Regions from separate parts of the Macaca mulatta genome. Here region 1 is linked to region 2. A link is a contact called in public Hi-C data. All regions are on one chromosome and are shown on one strand. The core of a region is the stretch at or near the end of the contact, and the rest is flanking DNA. Distances in the headings are between cores, read along the strand shown.

Region 1 (4,678 bases), core at 1,204-3,703, 220 kb before region 2:
AAAATAATAATAATAATAATAATAATAATAATAATAATAATAATGGTCTCCAGGTTGCTACAAATGCCATTATTTTGTTCCTTTTTATGGCTGAGTAGTATTCCATGGTGTATACATACCACAATTTCTTTATCCACTCATTGATTGATGGGCATTTGGGCTGGTTTCATATTTTTGCAATTGCGAATTGTGCTGCTGTAAACATGCATGTGCAAGTATCTTTTCCATTTAATTACTTATTTTCCTCTGGGTAGATAACCATTAGTGGGCTTGCTGGAATCAAATGGTAGTTCTACTTTTAGTTCCTTAACAAATCTCCATATTGTTTTCCACAGTGGTTGTACTAGTTTATATTCCTACCAGAAGTATAAGTGTTCCCTTTTCACCACATCCACACTGACTTCTATTTTTTTTTTTTTTATTATGGTCATTCTTGCAGGAGTAGGGTGGTATGGCATTGTGGTTTTGATTTGCATTTCCCTGATAATTAGTGATGTTGAGCATTTTTTCATATGTTTGTTGGCCATTTGTATATCTTCTTTTGAGAATTGTCTGTTCGTGCCCTTAGACCACTTTTTGATGAGATTGTTTGTTTTTTCTTGCTGATTTGTTTGAGTTCCTTGTAGATTCTGGATATTAGTCCTCTGGTGGATATATAGATTGAGGAGATTTTCTCCCATTCTGTGGGTTGTCTGTTTACTCTGCTGATTGTTTCTTTTTACTTTTTAGTTTAATTAAGTCTCATCTATTTATCTTTGTTTTTGTTGCATTTCCTTTTGGGTTCTTGGTCATGAAGTATTCGCTGAAGCCAAAGTCTAGAAGGGTTTTTCCGATGTTATCTTCTAGAATTTGTATGGTCTCAGGTCTTAGATTTAAGTCCTTGATTCATCTTGAGTTTATTATTATTATTATTATTTGAGACAGTCTCTGTTGCCCAGGCTGGAGTGCAGTGGCATGATCTTGGCTCACTGCACCCTCTGCCTCTTGGGTTCAAGTGATTCTCCTGCGTCAGCCTCCCAAGTAGTTGAGATTACAGGCACCCACTACTACACCCAGCTAATTTTTGTATTTTATTAGAGATGGAGTTTCACCATGATGGCCAGGCTGGTCTCGAACTCCTGACCTCAAGTGATCTGCCCACCTTAGCCTCCCAAAGTGCTGGGATTACAGGTGTGAGCCACTACGCCCAGCTGAGTTTCTTTTTGAATAAGGTGAGACATGAGGATCCAGTTTCATTCTTCTACATGTGGTTTGCCAGTTATCACCAGTTGTTGAATAGGATGTCCTTTCTCCACTTTGTTTTTATTTGCTTTATCGAAGATTGGTTGGCTATAAGTATTTGGCTTTATTCTGTATTCTCTATTCTGTTCCATTGGTCTATGTGCCTATTTTTATACCAGTACCATGCTGTGTGGGTGACTATGGCCTTACAGTATAGTTTGAAGTCAGGTAATGTGATGCCTCCAGAATTATTATTTTTGCTTAGTCTTGCTTTGAATATGCAGGCTCTTTTTTGGTTCCATATGAATTTTAGGATTTTTTTTTCTAGTTCTATGAAGATGGATGGTGAGTCCACTCCTTTTAGATGGGGTGTGAGGATGGTAACCATAGTGCCAGTTCACCTGGGAGAGTCCCTTTTATGCCTACTGTCCCAGTGTAATTATTTATTGTGTCTTTTCATTCTTTAAAGTGTTCTGGTTTGAGTAGTAAGTTACAGTCATCTTAGTTATGAGTCACACTCTTCACCATTCCCTCTTATATCACACTTAGCTCTCCTCTTTCATTTTTATTACAAGCCCCCTGCTAGGAAGGGAAAAAGTGTGGGTGTGTTGGGTGGGGGGAGTCATTGCCATCCTGCCACAGAAGTTAGCTGAAAAAATGAGTATTTGGGCTCATAGTAGAGACAACATGCTATCTAGTGGATAGAAATTAGGACAGGGTTTTCACCTGACAGAGAATGTGATGTCACAATTTACTAATCCCTTTCCCTTCCATTATTTAATTTCACAACAACCTATCCAGTTACACAACTTATCCAGTTTGAGACTGCGTTTCTTTGTGTATGGATCTGCTGTCTTCCCCTGTAACCTGCATCTCGTGATAAAGGGTCCTAGGCCTTTCTGCTCACTGCTGTATCCCAGACACCCTCCCTTTCCCCCAGACATGGTTGGGTGTCAGGCGCAGAGAAAGCCCCAGGAACTACTGATTGATCAGGCTCCCAGGATCTATAGATGGAGTGACCTGACGAGGACACAGGCGCAGGGGCAGAGTGCGATGACTTGGTCGACGTCCGCAGCGAGTCACGTGTAGAGAGAAGCAGGCAGGAAGCGGACTCGAGGGCCTGACTCCTGACCCGAAGCCCAGGATCATTTCTTGGCCAGCTGCCTGCATCCTCCCCAAACCGGCGAGAGAAATGGGAGAGTGCGCACGCAGGGACTGGTCTCAGACCTCGGGAGATTTCGCCGAAATGCTGGGCCCGGGGGCCAGAGAAACCGGCAGTGCAGGAAAGGCCACATCTCTTTTCCCACCTGCCGTGCGGCCGCGCAGGACTACATTTCCCAGCAGCCTCTACGCCGCCCACTGTCCCTGCCACGCGGCTTGCGCCTCCCCCGACAGCCCACTGGGGGCGCTGCGGCGACCCCTCCGCCGCCCCGTAGAAATCTCCGCGGCCCCGAGGCCGCTTGCTTCCTGTTTGTCCGACGAGGAGACATGGCGGCGGCGCCGGCAGCGGCTGGGTCCGGAGCCGGCCGTGGGCGACGGTCGGCAGCCACAGTGGCGGCTTGGGGCGGATGGGGCGGCCGGCCGCGGCCCAGTAACATTCTGCTGCAGCTGCGGCAGGGCCAGCTGACCGGCCGGGGCCTGGTCCGGGCGGTGCAGGTACGAGGCTGGACCAGGAGGGGCGGGGCGGGGCGGACCAGGCGGGAGCTGGCGGGGTGCCGGGGAAGAGGCCTTTCCAGGCCGCCGCTGGACGGGCCAGACCTCTTTTGGCTGGCCGCAAGGCCTCCTTGTGAGCTGCCCGGACGCTCTCAGCCGCAGCGGGGCCGTATGAAGCAGCTGGCTTGCTGTCCCTTGTCAGGGGCCGAGCGGGGCTGGGCTGCTGTGGGCACTGATGGCGTGTACGAACGCTGGGCCCAGTTTCTGGATCCTCCCTTCCTTGCGCCACGTCTACACGTCTGGGGGACCCTGGCGAGTTTGTTTTAGCCTCTATGGCCCTCGAGTTTCTCCCCAGTGTATTGGGCGTGGGGGAGGGGGTCATCATTGCAGCCCCCAAATGGTTCCCAAGCGTTTCATAAATGTCATTTTCTCAGGCCTTTTCTTGACACTCCTTCCCCTTTCTAAAGTAGGTCCCCATTGTTACTCTGTCACAGCTGCGAATTTATTTCGTTTACATTACTTTCTTAGTCTATAATTTCGTATTTCTTTGTTGTCTGCCTTTTTCTCGCCTGTCTCCCACATTAGGCCGAGTTCCAGCGGGTGCACAGACTGTATCTGGTTTGCCAATGCAGAGCGTCATGGTTAAGAGGGACTCTGGAGTCAGGCCTGGGTTCAAAGCCCTGCTCCTCTCTCTTGCTTGGGCAGATGACCTTTCTGTGCCTCAGTTTCCTCACTTGCAAGATGAAGATGAGAATTAGTAACCTACGTTTTAAGATTGTTGTGGAGATCAAAAGGGGTAACTGTGTAAAGCGTTGGTGCATTTCTGGTGCATAGTAAGGGCTGAAGGTAGTTAATATTAAGCATCTGATTTATAACAGGTGCCCAACATATGATTATTGTTATTTTTGAGTGAGCGAAGGACACTGCTTTAGGGTAAACCAGGTTGAATAGGACCTAGTCTCCTACTTCTTCCACCCTCCCCCACCCCAAACCTTGCTAACACCTGTAAAACAGTAGTTTTATTTAAAGACAGCTTTTTCGTAAAGGAAGTTTGAAGGATACTCAAACTAGTAAAGTGGTTGGTGGGAGTGAGGTGGGAATTGGGCTAAAGGGGGAGAAAATGGGAGTGAGACTTTTCACAGTATAACTTTATTTAAATGTTATTTAAATATCACTTCCTCAAGTGACGAAAAGGATATAATAAAATAAAGGCTAGGTGGTCTGTGTGTATGGAGGATGGTGGACGAAAGGAGCAGTGAGTGAGAGATGTTTGCGTGGCCATCACACAACCATAGATGAGCAGCCTTTTTCCGCCTTGTGGTGGTCTCTACCTGACTTAAGACCCTGTAATCCCAGCACTTTGGGAGGCCCAGGCAGGCAGATCGCTTGAGTCCAGGAATTCGAGACCAGCCCAAGCAACACGGCAAAATCCTGTCTACAAAAAAATTAGCCGGGTGTGGGGTGGTGCGTGCCTGTGGGAGGATGAGGTGGGAGGATTACCTGAGCCTGGGAGACGGAGATTGATGGAGTGAGACCCTGTCTTAAAAAAAAAAAAATTCCTAGAAATACTTGGTCTTTCCTTCTTAGGCTAAGATACCTTACTGAGCTGGGTGTGTAGAGGCAGGCAGAAAGAGGACTAACTTTTAGTGAGCACATAACTTTAGAACGAGTATGGTGCAAGGCATATGTTATCTTTATTTAATGCTCAAGCTTTTGAGTTATGCTTCAAGACTCATTTGTTAATATGGATGAGGAAACTGAGGCTCAGGAAGGCTAGGTGATATGTTCCTAAACACCCCTCCTG
Region 2 (4,856 bases), core at 1,474-3,973:
TCGCCCAGGCTGGAATGCAATGGCTCGATCTCGGCTCACTGCAACCTCTGCCTCCTGGATTCAAGCAATTCTCCTGCCTCAGCCTCCCGAGTAGCTGGAATTACAGGTGCACGCCACCACGCCTAGTTAATTTTTGTATTTTTAGTAGAGATTGGATTTCACCATGTTGTCCAGGCTGATCTTGAACTCCTGACCTCAGGTGATCTGCCCGCCTTGGGCTCCCAAAGTGCTAGGATTAAAGGCATGAGCCACCGCACCCAGCCCACATTCTCTTCTTTCCTTCACAATCTCTTTACTTCACCAAGGGAAACCCCCACCACCACCACCACAACCTGGGCTTAATTACCTCTAGCTTCCCTCTAGCCCCTCCACCCCAGAAAGAAGTCAGGCAGGACCCTCTTCCATCTCTCACCTGCACTCACCATGAAGAAGGACTCACCTCACCCATCAGTTCACAGACTGGCTGTCAAGGCAGGAAGGATTCTTAAATCTCTAACTGCAAGAGTGATTCTGAGGCCTGAAGCAGGCAGCTCCCACCTCTTGAAGCTTACACAATCCTTGTGACCCCATCTAGCCCAGCCTCCCTTCCCACCTACTTCCCTGCTCTTTGCCCAGCTGACTGTAAACCTTGCACACCCTAAGCTGAAAAAAAAAATCTTCCCATGGAAGACCGAGAGTCTGCCCAAACCTGAGGAGGGCGGGAATCTCAGGGCCTGCTGAAGGAGTACAGACCTCTTGGAGTGGACATGGACCCCACCAAGGGGTCAGATACTTTCATCAAGGAGACATTCACTGCACCGAAGGGACACACACTTCACTGACAGTACATGGACCCCACTAAGGGAGCACAGATGTTGCTGGGGGTTCTCAGATCCGACTGAAGGGCCCTGGGCCCTGCTAATAGGACATGAATGGTATTGAAGGGCACTTACCCTAGTGAGGAGACATGGATTTCCCCTAGGAGATACAGAGGATATGGATTTTACTAAGGAGACATGGACCCTACCAGAGGACTCAAACCCCACTGAGGAGCCGCCAGCTACACTGTGGGAGTGGACATCACTGAGAAGGCACAGACCTCATTGAGTGGAGAAAGGTCCCACTGGAGGGATTAGACCTCAGGGTAGTGTAATAGACCCTACAGACATCACTGAGGAGATAAAAACTCTCTGGGGTGGGGAGAGGCACACACAATGGGTACACGTTTTGGTGATAGACTGTTACCCTCCCTGGGCACTCCTACCACACAGCTCTGAGTAGCCCTCTCCTTCCTATCCTCTCTCCCAAGTCCTACCACCAAACCCCAGAGCTGTTCCCGACACACTGCTTCCCCCTCCTGTCTATAGTTGCTACTGCAGCTGCTGTGCGTATAGTAGATTTTTCAAGCACTTCAGGCTATCCGAGACTGGTCTGGGGTTGGGAAGAGAAAGAATGTGTGTATAAAGGCTTCACCAGCCCCCTCTCTCTTCCTGTGGACTTCACAATGAAAGTTTGGACCAGAGACCTCGTAAGAGAAGGAACCTCCCTCATCCTTGGATATGGAGAAGTAGTACAAGCTGTAGTGTGGTTGGAATTTCTAAGTGGAGAGAGGATGGATGGGTTTGGAGGGAATGAGTTTACCAGATTAAGGCAATGATGATGATGATGATGATGATGATGATGATGATGATGATGCCATTTATTGAGTAGGTGCCAAGCCCTATACAAATTGCTTTTCATTCTGTTACTTAATCCTCATGACAACCCTCTAAATTGGGTACTATTATTCTTTCCATTTCACAGATGGGGAAACTGATAGGGAGATTAATTGTCTTGCCCAAGATTACACAGTGTTTGAGCGGTAGCAGAATAGAACCCAGACATTTAGACTATGGAGACCTATTCCCCACCTTGGCCCATTCCTGCCCTACCACCACTACCACCACTCCTTCTTTCTCAAAGTGTCCTTTCCAGAACCACATCAAAAACTCTTAAAATGATGGTAAATATTCAGGTTCCAAGGACCTCATCCCAGCCTACTGAATCATGACCTCTGGAGTGGAATCTGGGGATCCGCTTTCAAAGACCCTAACACACACTAAAGTTTGAGAATGAGGTTGAAAGAGGAGTCAGAAGTGTCGGGGTACGGGAAGGGATCTGAGGTCAGGGGAGGGAACTGTTCTCCAAAGAGGAGTCTGCAGTCAAAGAGGCCTGGGGACGAAGTATGGGCTGGGGTTTTCAAAAGGGCCTGCGGGTGAAGACAGAGTCTGAAGTCGAAAAAGAGGTCTAAGGTCGGAGGAGGAGTCTAAAATCGGAGGAGGGGGATCTCGGAGTTCAAGGAGGGGTCCGGGGTCCGAGGAGTTTGGGGTCAGAGACAGGATCGGGGTCTAGAGGGATTTGCGGTCAGTGAAAGGGTCTGGGGTCCGAAAAGGAAGCCCGGGATTTGAGGAGGATACTAGCTGGATTCAGACTGGAAGGAGGAACGGGTTTGGTCCCTGAGCTGCGTAAAGTGCAGAGCCACTGAAGTCTCACTTGCTCCGCGCTCTCCCCTCGACCCTGCGCTGCCTTCCTGGCTCTCCATCTACGCGCACCTGCGTGCCAGCTGCAGGCTGACAGCGCTGAGCAGGCGGGGGCGAGTCAGCCCGGGACACAGCCAAGGGCGGGGTGAGGCGCCCCCTCCCGGCTGTCCCGAAGCTCAGGCCCCGCCCTCCGCCCTCCCACTCCCTCACCGCAGCCACTTCCGGCAGGCGCTGCGCTGCTGGGGGGCGCGGGCGAGGATGGCGGCGGAGAACGAGGCCAGTCAGGAGAGCGCCCTGGGCGCCTACTCGCCAGTGGACTACATGAGCATCACCAGCTTCCCGCGGCTGCCCGAGGACGAGCCGGCGCCCGCGGCCCCGCTGAGGGGCCGCAAGGACGAGGACGCCTTTCTGGGAGACCCCGACACCGGTGAGGCCCGCTGGCCCCGTCCCTGCCCTGCCTTGGGAAGTCCCGGTCTTCCTTCTTCTGTGTAGAGCATCCACCTCCAGCTCCATCTCCTTAATTCATTCCCATCTTCTTGGACCTCTCCATTCTTCTCCCTTGTCTCTGTTAATTATTTGGTGGGGAAGGGGTGCATTTCTGCCTTGGAGGCGTAGGATGCGACAACGGGGAGTGTGCTAGGGACTGCAGTAGAAGGGATTGGGCTTACCTTCTGGGAAGAACCAACTAAGGATGAAGGAATGTTGGAGGGGAGATCCTAAGGAACCTCTGTGATCACCCAGAAGAGGCCTTTCTCTAGCCACAGAGGACAGGATACGAGAAACCAAGTCAGAGACTGCAGCAAGAGGGATCCAATCTATGCCTTAAGAGAAGTTCCCCACAGCCAGGGATTGTGGGAAGCAGAGGGTCTGAGAGAAGCGGAGAATCTCTTCATGTGTAGGGAGGGGTAAAGAGAATATGATTCCCCTCTGCTGGGTATTGGGAGACTGAGGCATGGACTGCATGACCTCTCAAAGTCCTTGGGGACTAGAACGCCTTCACTGTCCTGTGGATTACCCCACCTCTCCCCAAGCCATGGATCTGGCCGGGGTATTAGTAAGGTACTCTGCTCGCTAGGAAGCAGTCTCCAGAATTTTACTGTGTTCCCCTCAGCCCTCTGCTGGAATTGTGAGAAGTGGGAGTAGAGAGGGAGGAGACAGGGATTGGAAGAACCTGGGGGCAAAGAGCTCTCTGTGCATTCCTTCCGTGCTGCTCTTCCTCCTAGCCATGTGGCCCAGCTCCATCCTCTCCTCCATTCTTCATCCTTCATCCCCCATCCCTCTGTCCCTGCACGTCACTTCCTGGCATTAGAGCATCCTTCTACCTCACTCGCGCTTCCTCGCAGTGCCTGCACTTGTGCCTTGTCTCTTCCCAGCCTGGCAGATGCTGCTTTTCCGGCCTGGCCCTTCCCTAGCTGCTCCCAGTCTGAGAGCCCCAAATTCTCTTCTCCTCTACACTTTCTGGTCATCTGGCCCTCACCAGCAGCCCTTGCCAACCTGACTGGACTGCACTCTATATGGGGTGGGGGTGAGGAGATAATGAGGATGGGGTTGAGAGGTTTATGGGCATCAAATGTCAGGGCTGCAGATCAAAACTTATTTTCCAAAGGGAGTGGAATCAGGAGGTAGCAGGGAGAGGAGTGGGAAGATGTGTGGTGATGGATATCAGCCTGAAGCTAGGCCTTTTATTCAGTAGTCAGGAGTGAGGCTTCTGGTCCTAGTACAGCCCTGACTCACTGAGCGACAATGGGCACACCTACCCTGTCCTGGGCCTTAGTTTCCTCTTCCAGCTCAACAGAGAATGCCTGTCTCTTTTGACCTAGAGATTGGAACTGCCTGACATGTTTTCTTCTGGCCCTTTGTAAGTGTCTTAGCATTTACCAAAATCTGTGATTATTTGTGCAGTTATCTTTTTTTTTTTTTTTTGAGACAGAGTCTCACTCTGTCACTCAGGCTGGAGTGCAGTGGCACGATCTCAGCTCGCTGCAAGCTCCACCTCCCGGGTTCACGCCATTCTCCTGCCTCAGCCTCCCAAGTAGCTGGGACTACAGGCGCTCGCCACCGCGCCCAGCTAATTTTTTGTATTTTTAGTAGAGACGGGGTTTCACCGTGTAAGCCAGGATGGTCTCGATCTCCTGACCTCGTGATCCTCCTGCCTCCACCTCCCAAAGTGCTGGGATTACAGGCTGGGATTACGGGCACAAATAGGCGCCCAGCCTATTTGTGCAATTATCTGATTACTCCTTGTCTGTAAGCCCCATGAGGGCAGGGATCATGATTGTTTTGTTCACTCTCCTTTCTCCAGCATCAAGAACTTTTCCCTAGGCCAGGCGCAGTGGCTCATGCCTGAGGCGGGTGGAT

The links. A called contact is a pair of places that touch in the nucleus more often than the background predicts.
Region 1: a contact with region 2 is called in a Hi-C map of fetal cortical plate, with 1.8 times the contacts expected there. The contact joins the promoter of TRPC4AP here to the promoter of GGT7 in region 2. A contact is called at or near these places in 2 of 14 Hi-C or Micro-C datasets (fetal cortex germinal zone and fetal cortical plate).

The regions. Positions count from the first base shown.
Region 1 is chr10:87,883,209-87,887,886 of T2T-MMU8v2.0, reverse strand. It overlaps TRPC4AP (transient receptor potential cation channel subfamily C member 4 associated protein), which reads left to right and starts at 2,453. Exons shown (of 20, transcript XM_015149151.3): 1 at 2,453-2,834; 2 at 2,837-2,877. The coding sequence starts at 2,468.
Region 2 is chr10:87,665,824-87,670,679 of T2T-MMU8v2.0, reverse strand. It overlaps GGT7 (gamma-glutamyltransferase 7), which reads left to right and starts at 2,723. Exons shown (of 15, transcript NM_001267003.1): 1 at 2,723-2,925. The coding sequence starts at 2,757. It also overlaps a transcript of ACSS2 not described here.